3 separate regions of the Mus musculus genome follow, and regions 2 and 3 are each linked to region 1. The links are chromatin contacts, called in public Hi-C maps. All regions are on one chromosome and are shown on one strand. The core of a region is the stretch at or near the end of the contact, and the rest is flanking DNA. Distances in the headings are between cores, read along the strand shown. Region 1 overlaps 9330175M20Rik (RIKEN cDNA 9330175M20 gene). Region 2 holds the start of 9330175M20Rik (RIKEN cDNA 9330175M20 gene). Region 3 holds the start of Cavin2 (caveolae associated 2).

What was found. Hi-C and Micro-C count contacts between places; a contact is called where the count stands out from the background.
Region 2: a Hi-C map of the N1E-115 cell line shows a contact between it and region 1, with 3 times the contacts expected there. The contact joins the promoter of 9330175M20Rik here to the enhancer-like site in region 1. A contact is called at or near these places in 7 of 484 Hi-C or Micro-C datasets (the N1E-115 cell line, cortical neurons, embryonic stem cells and 3 more) and 1 of 115 datasets of contacts at active chromatin or transcription factors (astrocytes).
Region 3: a Hi-C map of the N1E-115 cell line shows a contact between it and region 1, with 3 times the contacts expected there. The contact joins the promoter of Cavin2 here to the enhancer-like site in region 1. A contact is called at or near these places in 3 of 39 promoter capture datasets (cranial neural crest and embryonic stem cells), 2 of 484 Hi-C or Micro-C datasets (the N1E-115 cell line and embryonic stem cells) and 1 of 9 other capture datasets (adipose tissue).

What each region holds. Positions count from the first base shown.
Region 1 is chr1:51,215,384-51,218,661 of GRCm38.p6, reverse strand. It overlaps 9330175M20Rik (RIKEN cDNA 9330175M20 gene), which reads left to right. Exons shown (of 5, transcript NR_045151.2): 5 at 1-276. Among named protein-coding and RNA genes, the nearest start is that of Cavin2, 72 kb to the left of the region's middle. Within about 2 kb of position 1,776, at least 56 of the 459 cell types and tissues checked have an H3K27ac peak or open chromatin away from gene starts, as enhancers often do. A contact at or near this core is called in the N1E-115 cell line, where this site is marked.
Region 2 is chr1:51,332,286-51,335,563 of GRCm38.p6, reverse strand. 9330175M20Rik (RIKEN cDNA 9330175M20 gene) reads left to right here and starts at 1,785. Exons shown (of 5, transcript NR_045151.2): 1 at 1,785-1,880.
Region 3 is chr1:51,287,518-51,290,795 of GRCm38.p6, reverse strand. Cavin2 (caveolae associated 2) reads right to left here and starts at 1,670. Exons shown (of 2, transcript NM_138741.1): 1 at 928-1,670. The coding sequence starts at 1,410. The region is part of intron 2 of 9330175M20Rik (RIKEN cDNA 9330175M20 gene); the gene reads left to right.

The sequences.
Region 1 (3,278 bases), core at 527-3,026:
TTTCTATTTCTTCTTATTTCTTTTTCTTGAGATACTGCCTAAACCTCTAATTATGCTTTACTTCAGGGCTTTGGCACTTTTTTTTCTGAAGCGCCTGACCTTCTGCATTGCAGCCTCGTGCTGCCCTGCTGAACATTGCTAATGTTGCCGAACATGCTGAGCTCCCTAACGCAAATGCATGGCTTTCTTCCTTCCTTACCTCCGAGTCCCTGAGATTTACAGCCTGCCTGCACTGTTGCTTTTCTCTCAAACTCTAATAAAATTGCCCTCTAACTTCGTTCTTAGTCAATTTCTACATTCGCCTATTAACATAACTAAGAACCCCAAGGAAGCCCAGATTTCCCTGGTCACAGAAATGGCAAATGGAATCAGTGGAAGAGATAGGAAAGAGTTAATGTACAAAGTTTTCATTCAATTATGGGATGAAAGAGAAAAGGGGTGATTTCAGTTTTGTACTAGATAAATACTGAGATAATGACATTGTTCGTGGGAACAGGTCACAGGAGGAGGAGTTCTGGACAAGGGAAATTTGAATTGGTGGCTATGTGGCAAAGCACATTGCTTGCCAGTTCAGTGTCCATCACTAATGCTCTCCAACAGGACAATGAAAAATTGGTCCTGAAGCTGGTAGAAAACTGTTTCCACAGTGGAAATAGTTGAAATTACAGAAATAACAAAGTTATACTGCTGAAGAATATCAATGGCAGCTGTGGTGGAGATGCAGTTCTCAAACAGGAAAGCAAGAAAGGAGATGGGGGACTTTGGAGAAAACACATAATGCATATAGCTGATAATTATACTGAGTAGCTTTTGTTACGTGCCCAAATTAAAAAACAAACACCTTCAAAATATATAGCATCACTGGAATCTGGTGTGCGTGTGTATACATGCCTGTGTGTATATGTGTGTATATGATGTGTGCATTTGTGTGTGGGTGTACATGTGTGTACACGCATGCCTGAGTGTGTGTGAGTGTGTGGGTTTGTGTGTGTGCTGGGCAAAGGCTAATATCTAAAAGTGCCTTGGGTCCCGCTTCTTAAACCAAGCAGGGTAAAGGTGACATAATTTATGCATCATCTCATTGTCAGTCTTGGTCTAGTGGTCATTCTCTGCTAGGGAAACTTCTCTTGTAAAGATGAAGAGCAAGCAGTACAGAGAAGGCTCAAGGTTAGAACACAATTAGAACCTCCACCGGCTAGCAACATGCACACTTCCAGTTTAGCCGGTGACCTCAGAGTTGACTCAGACGCATTTACCATAAAACGAGAGATGATTCATTTCTGGTTCAGCTTTAACTTTGGGTCTCTTTCTCTATAACGGATTGCCGGGTGAGCTTGGTTATATTCAGACTCGTAAAGTCTCACACTTCCAGAAAGTGTTTCCATAATCATTCTGCTTAGGCTCTCAGCTGGACAGAGACAAGGGCTCCCATGTGGAGATACTGAATGCTGAAGGCTTATCAGAGCCAAGAGTCCCAACAGGGAGACACTGAAGGCTTATTTGTTTTGTCAAAGGCTTAAGGGATTTTACTGCTCCCCAGCTTAGGCTTCTGGCTTCTCCCTCCCCTATTATTTCCTCTATAGTATGATGAATGTAGAGGTTAATGGATGCAAGGCAAGGGAGTGATCATGGCGGCCATCAGAGATGCTGAAGCATCCCTCATGATTGTTGCTCTCTTATGGGCCCTTGGCAGCCTCTGCCTTGCTGTACCTCTCTACAGCTCCATTTCCTCCACAAACTCCCTGTGTCCTCTCCCTCTGGACAGCCTATTTAGTACTCTGTTTTCTCAAGTGGAGAGAGTGGCTCAACACAGTGTCATGCTGTAATGGAAACTTGGTCCCATGGGTGTCCACTGTCTGTCCCTGAAAGCTTTTTCATCTTGTCCCTTGTTACCCCAGAGAATAATTACTTCAAAGGCCAGTCCTTGTGCCTGGTCTCTCAGTGTATCCCATTACCTCTGGTTTTCTTTGCCAGGCCCAACGGTGATGGCAGAAATCAAATCAGGGCTGCTGGCAGTTTTGCCTGCCTAGGATGTTCAGCCTCTCCACTGCCCCAACATGCTAATGTTCCCTGATTGCAAACCCTGTCATCATCTTCTTTGAATTAGCTGTGCCTCATGAAATGGCTTTGCAGTGCTGGAGTGCTGATGTGGAGTCCTGTTTTAACTGTCTGTCAAAGCCCAGGCTAATGAATTCTATTAGCATATTAGCTTGCCAGCTTTGGGAGCCCAGAAGGAGCTGGGCAGCCAAACACAGTTGGCAGGGCACAGCTGCAGTGCCTCAGAGTGCTCCTTGGCAATTGTTTCACGAGGGACTCCAACAATGTAAATGTGCAGACATAGTGCTTACGGAATTAGAAAGGTTATTCGTTACAATGTTCTTCAGCAGCAGAAGATGGGATGAAAGGTGACACTTTTGTGACTGGGGGGCCTACCTGAGGCATTTTTAAAAAAATAGGATAGTCTTGGGATTGCTCTAAGGCACTCATAAGTTAATCTCGTATTCTGTAGAAAATTATAATATGGAGGCAAGGTATACTTTCCACAAGACATTTTTAAACCTTGAGATGGTTACCTGACATTAAGTAATGTAATCCGTGATGGGCAATGATTGGCATCATGGCTTTGATAAGCAGGCATCAATCTTAGAACTGCTTGTCAAAAGCACTTGGTTGGTTAATGACCATGGTACCACCTTCCCAATCTTATCATCGAAACTTATCTCGTTTGAGTAGCAAAATCAGAACCATTAATACCATTAAAGCTACACCCTGTCTTGTAAATAAAGCCAAGTGCATAGCTCCTCATCATGGACCGTACATGAGTATTTAGGACAGACTTACTCTAAGTGCAGATACCCTGGTTGCTAGGCAACCACCAGTAATGCATATGTCTAATATTCAGTCCTTAAATGGTATGCTTAATGGGTATAATCTTCATTTTAGTTTGAGATTAATTTGAAAGTGTATAACTTGAAATGGTTTATGTTAATAAACTTTAAACTCTGCAACTTGTGGTCTGGATAGATGGCCCAGTGGTTACAAACACATACACATGCTGCTCTTGCAGGGGATCTATCTGTGTATGATTTCCACCATCCCTATCTGACAGCTTACAATGCTTGAAACTCTAGCTCCAGGGAAATCAAACATCTCTGGCCTATGAGGACATGTGTGCTCACATGCACATATTGTGCCCCCAATATAATTAAAAATAATTTTTCAACAAGTTATTAATGCTAAATGAGTCACAGGCCTTGAATTCCAGAAAGGTTTTTCAA
Region 2 (3,278 bases), core at 536-3,035, 120 kb before region 1:
ATTATTTTTTCCCGAAACCCTTTGCTGTTTGGTAACGGAGATAATTCATATTTTATTTTACTGTGATTTCATGTTGTCTCTTTTGATGACACTGAGTGTCAAAAACACACAGAAGGTGATTGTAAACGCATTAGCATATTAACATACTTCCTTGGAAACTGTACTCAAGACTCTGTTATCCAGTGTTTACTTGTAAGCTTATGAGGTTGTAGTGTGGAAGGGGTGATGGGCAGCGGTGGTGGCTGGACACAGAGTTCTCTGAACATTTCAAATATTTAGGACAGTCAGCAACTAGCTGGGAGAGTGATCCTGTCCATGGGGCCCATCAGTTTATCTGGACTCATGACTGCCACAGCTTGTAGAGACCTGCAGCATGCAGCTTGTCTCTGCCTTACCACTTCTCTCCCAGAGGAACAAAGCAAAACCAAGACATTTTGCTTAAAGGCCATTGTTGTCTAATGGTGGGCATGGTGGTGTGAGTGACATAAAAAGCTCTCTAAATAAGTAAAAATTCGAAAGCCTTTTTATAAAATGTTCTATTACACAATGACTACGTGCTAACTTGGAGAAAATGAAATTGTAGGCAATTAAAAAAATAAAAACAAATGAACAAACGAACGAGCAAACAAAAACAACCCACAAGTCATGTTGAAGAAGGAAGATGTGCTAAGTAAGGGCTCCTTTATTCCCGGAGAGTTTGGTATCCCGAGGCCTGTGGTGACAGTAACAGAAAGTCTAAAGTGGTAAGATTGAGCACACACTATAAAATGGGGAGGGTTTTATAGTGGCTAGATTTTATTTGCTTATAAAGCCTCTATCCTTTCTGCCTCTTAAGAACACTTGTTGCCACGTTAGAGCATCCAGACATAATGTAAGGTAAACCCCGAGGAAAACATGCAAAACGCTGCTCAGAGGGTTCTGAAAGCCTACGGTTCCTTTTCTCACTTAATGCAACTGGGGCTTTGCTTTCCCTGAACAAGACAAGTGCCTGTGGTTTTCCTCCCTAAGATCTGCAGGAGGAGGCTGTTTTTAGCTGAGAGCTGCTGCTTTGCCTATCACTGAAGTGCTGGTTGTAGGATGCCTGGGAGAGAAGGCATCTGGAGAGGAGGAAGGCGGAAGCAAAATGCGTGTAGGGAGCTCAGGGCTAACAAGGCAATGTGCTAGGGATGTACTCCTGAAGCAAGGGCAGCTTGGAGGCAGGCAGATGGGGGGGGGGCGCTTTGGCAGTCTTTAGCCTCTTAGGTTCTTTCATTTGTTTGTTATTCTAGGGAGCTCTGATTTATTTGTATCATTTTACTGATATTGGGAGGTTAAAAATATGTTTCCGTGTGTATAGCAATTAACAGCAGGCTCTGCACAGTGGAATATTCCAGGATTTAGGAGACTGCTAGACTTTTATTGGTTCCAGCCAGCAGATGGCGGTAGTGTACCATAAAAGAGCACACAGGGTTCGCCCAGTGAAGCCGGGAGGTTCAGTTTTGTTTTGCTTTGTTATTTAAGCTCGACAATACCCATCTATATATCCTGTGGGCGCACAGTGTTTGAGCCTCGTCTAATCTTAAACTTGTTTTATGATGATATCATTATTTTTTACTGCTACAAATTAACTGTCGGTTTCAATCTACCCCATATTTCAGCTGCCTTGGGGGGATCATCTTGTCAGTTGTGTGGCTTTCCAATTTTATGACTGAGATCAAGAGTGATTCCTTAAAGGCACATGGGAAACAATGAAATGTGGGGCAGTGACTGTGAGCTCCGTTTGGTGGCCACTCCCGGAGGTGATCAGGAACGGTACAGAAGGACAAGCACGCCACGAAGCCCACAGCTCCGTCTGAAAAGTGACTGCCTTGACATTTACCCAGGCTCAGCCACTCGTTTAGGTATGGTCCTGACTTACTATCAATGGAGTAAAGCGGGGCTGCATGAATCCCAACATTATCTTATAGCGTTATATTCAAACACAGGAGAAAGTAGAGATTCTAGGGCACGAATATCTTTGATGATACACAGGAAGTTGTCTTCTTTCGCAGGGACAAAAAGCACCCGCATCCAATCACCTATTTACTCTCCCTTGAGTGGGATGCTTTCTGGGAGCCTACTGGGTGTTTGCCCTTGTGTGAAAAGTCCTTGTGAACCTACCGGCAAGAAGCTCTTGATTGCTGCCTAATCTTTTCTTGAAGCGTAAGGGCAAAAGAGATTAGGATCCTCTTGATAGAGTTGGCAGAGCACCATTGATTGATGATAAACTTGAAGGAGAAAGGGGTCATATTCCAGCTTGCCCCAGTCAAAGATTTCCGACAGACAGCAGCCCACTGTTGTAAATCTGTTGCCAGCCAGCACACTGTCCGTGGGTGTGCAGAGGCAGGGACAAAGCCCAGAGGCTGTGAAAAGACCCGGCTGCTCCTGAAATGCTGGGTGAACAGAGTAAGTGTGGGTTCAAGCTCCCTCCAAAGTCATCTGTTCTCTGCATAAGGGCTACTTTGGCTTTTTAAGCAATCTGTGACTCACTCGTCTCCTGCCACCCCACCTCCTAAACGTTCAGTCCCTATGCAATTGTTCTTAACCCTGTGTCTCTAAGTAAACCTAGAATTACTGGAGAATTTTCTTTTAAATAAGAATGCTTTAACCCCAGCTTCTAGAACTAGATGGTCCTTATTAGAATAAATAAGAATGGCTACCCTACAGCATGCCCAATATGAGTTAGGTCTCTTCCTAATGTGTGTGTGTGCGTGTGTGTATAGATCTCTTTATGTCTTTTTTTTTTTCAGATGTCTTTCTCAATTACTTCACCTTATTTTTTGAAACAGGCCTCTCACTGACTCTAGGACTCATTCTTTTGACTAAACTAGCTGGCCAGAAATCCCTAGGACTGCATCTGCCTCCCCAGTACTGGGATTACTAATGGATGCTGCTGCTGGACCCTACTGTTTCACATGGGTGCTGGAGAATCTGAATTCAGCTCCTTATACTTATTTGGCAGGTACATACTTTCTTGACTGGGCCATCTCTCCAGCCCCAATTTTAATTTTTATGGCACTCATTCAACACGAATGTATTGCTTGTACTCTTTCTATATGACCCGAAGCTTAAAGGTTGATGGCTTTTCCTACTAAAGGCCAAATTGGAAACAAAAGGAGGATGTTTGTGCCCCTCCCTCTTTGTGGTACTCTGACTTTAAAGACAATGTTTGCTGTAACACTGCTCTGTGGTCCTGGACAGGTGGGACAGAGAAAGGCAGAAACTGTAAGATTTATGCAGACAGACTGGCGTATCTGCAA
Region 3 (3,278 bases), core at 421-2,920, 72 kb before region 1:
CTTCCTGGGGCCTGGGTTGGCTCAATGCCATCTACGGAAGGGCTTCCAGCATTAGGCAGGGCAGCCCTTAGATTTACAGATGCCCACCACTTGGCTGAATAACAGTTCCACGCAATCTTCCTGTCCCCAGATAGCCTTTGCTACATAAATTGCATCATTGATGCATTAAAAAAAATTAAGTGTCCTTTTCACGGTAAGGCAACTATTTGAAGGGGAAGATATTCAAAGTTGGTCTTTGTGGCAGCCACTGATAACGTTTCTTTTATTTCACTTTGTAGTTGCAGCTTGAGCAATGAGGGGACATAATTAACATGTCTGTAAGGAGCTATACTTTGCTTCCCACATTTATTGGCATCATTTTCTAGAGACAAACTAGAGATTGCTTTGACAAAAGATGACTTCAAGAACAAGACTAGTTCAACTTTCCATTCTGGTAATTTCCCAAACACCAGGGGCCCTTGGAAAAAGGATGGTTTAAAGGTTGTGTGTGTCTTGGTCAGAGCAAAAGAAAACAAATCCTTCACACAGTTACCTCACTTCCACTAAGAGTTAATAAACAGCCACTGGATTAATTTGCCCTGTCCAGCTAACAGCTGCAATCGCAGCCGCAAGTTCCTAATGAAAAGAGACAAATGAATTTGACTAGAGTGGGTGCCCGCACCTGCTCAGTTTCTCACCCTTAACCAAGTGCATCTAGGTGTTCACTGACAAATGTCCCCAGCTTGCCAGGCACACAGGCATTGCCTGAAGGATGGGGGAGATTCCAATCCTTATGGCCACATTTCACAGTTGCCTGCAGCAGGCAGCTAGAAGACAAAGCTTTGTGTGTGAGAGAGAAGCTTGACTGGCAGGGCAGATGGGAAGATGGCCTTGAAAGCTCGGAGGACTGAGCTCAAGTAGGTGGAGGGGTATGCTGGGGACACTGACCTGGAAGATGAGCACTTTGAAGTGGTTGCGTCGGAGGAGTTGGGCGTGGTTGTTCTCCAGTCTCTTCACCTGGACACACTGCCTCTCGAGGCGCTCCCGGACAGCCCGCGTGTGAGCGCTGACCTTGCGAGACTTCTCTAGCAGCTTGCTCACTGTGTTGCTGGTGGAGGCCTGGTACTTGGAGAGCTTGGTGAGGTCGTTCTGGATGCCCTTCACCGAGCCCTCCAGGTTGATCTGACGCTGTTCCATGTTGTGCTGGTTCTCCCTCACGGCGTCCAGCATGTTGACCAATTTATCCAGGAGTGTGTGCACGGTGACAGCATTCACCTGCGAGTTGTCTCGGATGGCCTCCTCTGTGGACCCCAGGTTCAGGCTGGGGCTCGGTGTGGAGGAAGGCATTGGGCTGGGGCTGGATGGCTTCTCCTGGAGCATGTCTGTGTTTGGATGCTGGAACTTTTCTGCCTGTGCAGCGTCCTCTCCCATGGCTGGGCAGCTAGAAACTTACTTCCCCGCTGGAAACTTCTTGCTCAAGCTAGAAGCACAGGAGGCTGGTTGGTCTGAAGTGAGCACTGCTCTCTAGGGCTAGCAGAGGTTTTGAATAACTGGCTAAGCTGATCAGGGGAACTGCATTCCAGTTGCTCTTAAAGGACCTGCTCCACCCAGTGGAAGGCAAAGGTTACAGGACCCACTCAGGGTTCAGTGACAAGCACACACTTCCTAGCCACACTCCGCACAAGCCCGAGTTCTTTTCTGCAGTGGCTTTTCTTTCCTACACCCCTTCCCTTAAAAAAAAAAAAAGTTCAATGCCATATTTCAATCATGAGTTCATTTAGAGGCGGAGAGAAACATGTTAACTTGGCAGAGCTCCCCAGCCTCTGATTGGCTAAATCTAGTAAACTTTTCTCTGGCTGCTATGTTACAGAGCGCCTGTTTTTTTTCCTGGATACAAGTTATTGTAACAGAAAGGAATTGTTTGCTCTTGCCCCAGAGCTGACTGATAGGTTGCAGAACACCGAGTGCCCTTTAGGGGAGGCGCCGAGTTGAAAGGGTCTGTGACGCCAGGGCCAGGTTCGTGCTATTAGTTTCTCATTTGCAAAGCACAGGAGATTATTCTGAAACTGACAAGGAACTCAGCTTGGTGTCCTGTCCTCTTGCAAGATGGCATGCAATCCAACTTGAAAGAGCTTAGACTCAGGGATGTCAAAGCAAGTGGTGTTGCATACTGTGAACTGTTCTGTAAGAGATGGAAATCTCTTAAATGAATGCTTTCTTAGAAGATGGAAGGCAGAGACCCTCTCCTCAAGTAGTCCCTTTGGAGAAAAAAAAGTGCTGGTTTGTTTCCAGTAATTCTGAATTCATGCAGAGCATTTCTCAGTCCCCATCTTTGCGAGGCATTTATTGACACAGGTCCAGAAGTGTGACTGCAAGCCAGGTTGAGTTGGAGTGGTTCTAACGCTTGACATTTCCAGGTTCTTGCTCAGTGAAGTGGCACACCTGTTCTCACATGTGGCCCTCCTTAGCCGGGCCCTTGGGATGTGGGACTCACTTCCTAAAATGACTTTACATGCTTGAATTGGTCTTAAATGTATCCAGATTGTGAAAGTGCTTTTGGCTGAAGGTTTGTGACAGGCATGCCATGAAGGATTTCAAGAACAAATGTCAGCTAGTACTGGGTCAGGAACTGATCGTGGGACATTGCCTTAACGGCAATACCTCTGTGTATGCCGAAGAAACAGTAGATCTTATGGTGGTATATTCATTGGTTGCCTTACACTTAGTCATATGTAACATTCACAGAGCATGTGCCAGGTCCCTCACTGAGTACCTGCTCATTAGGAAGATGCATTAAAGACATTATAGAGGCTCCCAGTTTCCTCAGATAATTGGTAGATAACACTTAAAGTGAGACCTTTAGGAACCAAGATTACAAAATGCCAAAAGAAGATTTGATTGCTTGTACCTTTTAAGAATTTTTTTAAAAAGTTTCTCAAACAAACAACTTATATTTTGTGTATTTTAGTTGGACACTGATGTGTTAAATATTAAAAGCAAAAACCATGAATCTGGTGTTGATTTTCAGAAGCTTAATTTTCTAACAAAATTATACGATATAATGATAGCACATCTTTTTTACATTTGACGTTTGTGGGCAAATCAGAGAGTGTCATTATTTCAAAAATATCGGAGGACTTTATCAGCTTTTCAAGGGCCTCTCCTCCATGGCGACATCCCAGTCATTGCCGATGAAGCTCTTATCCTGCTGTCACTCACAGAGATTTCTCCTCCCAAATGTTAACTATTACAGCTGCAGATTCTCATCTGTTATAGGAGCTGCCCATGGCTCAAGGGCT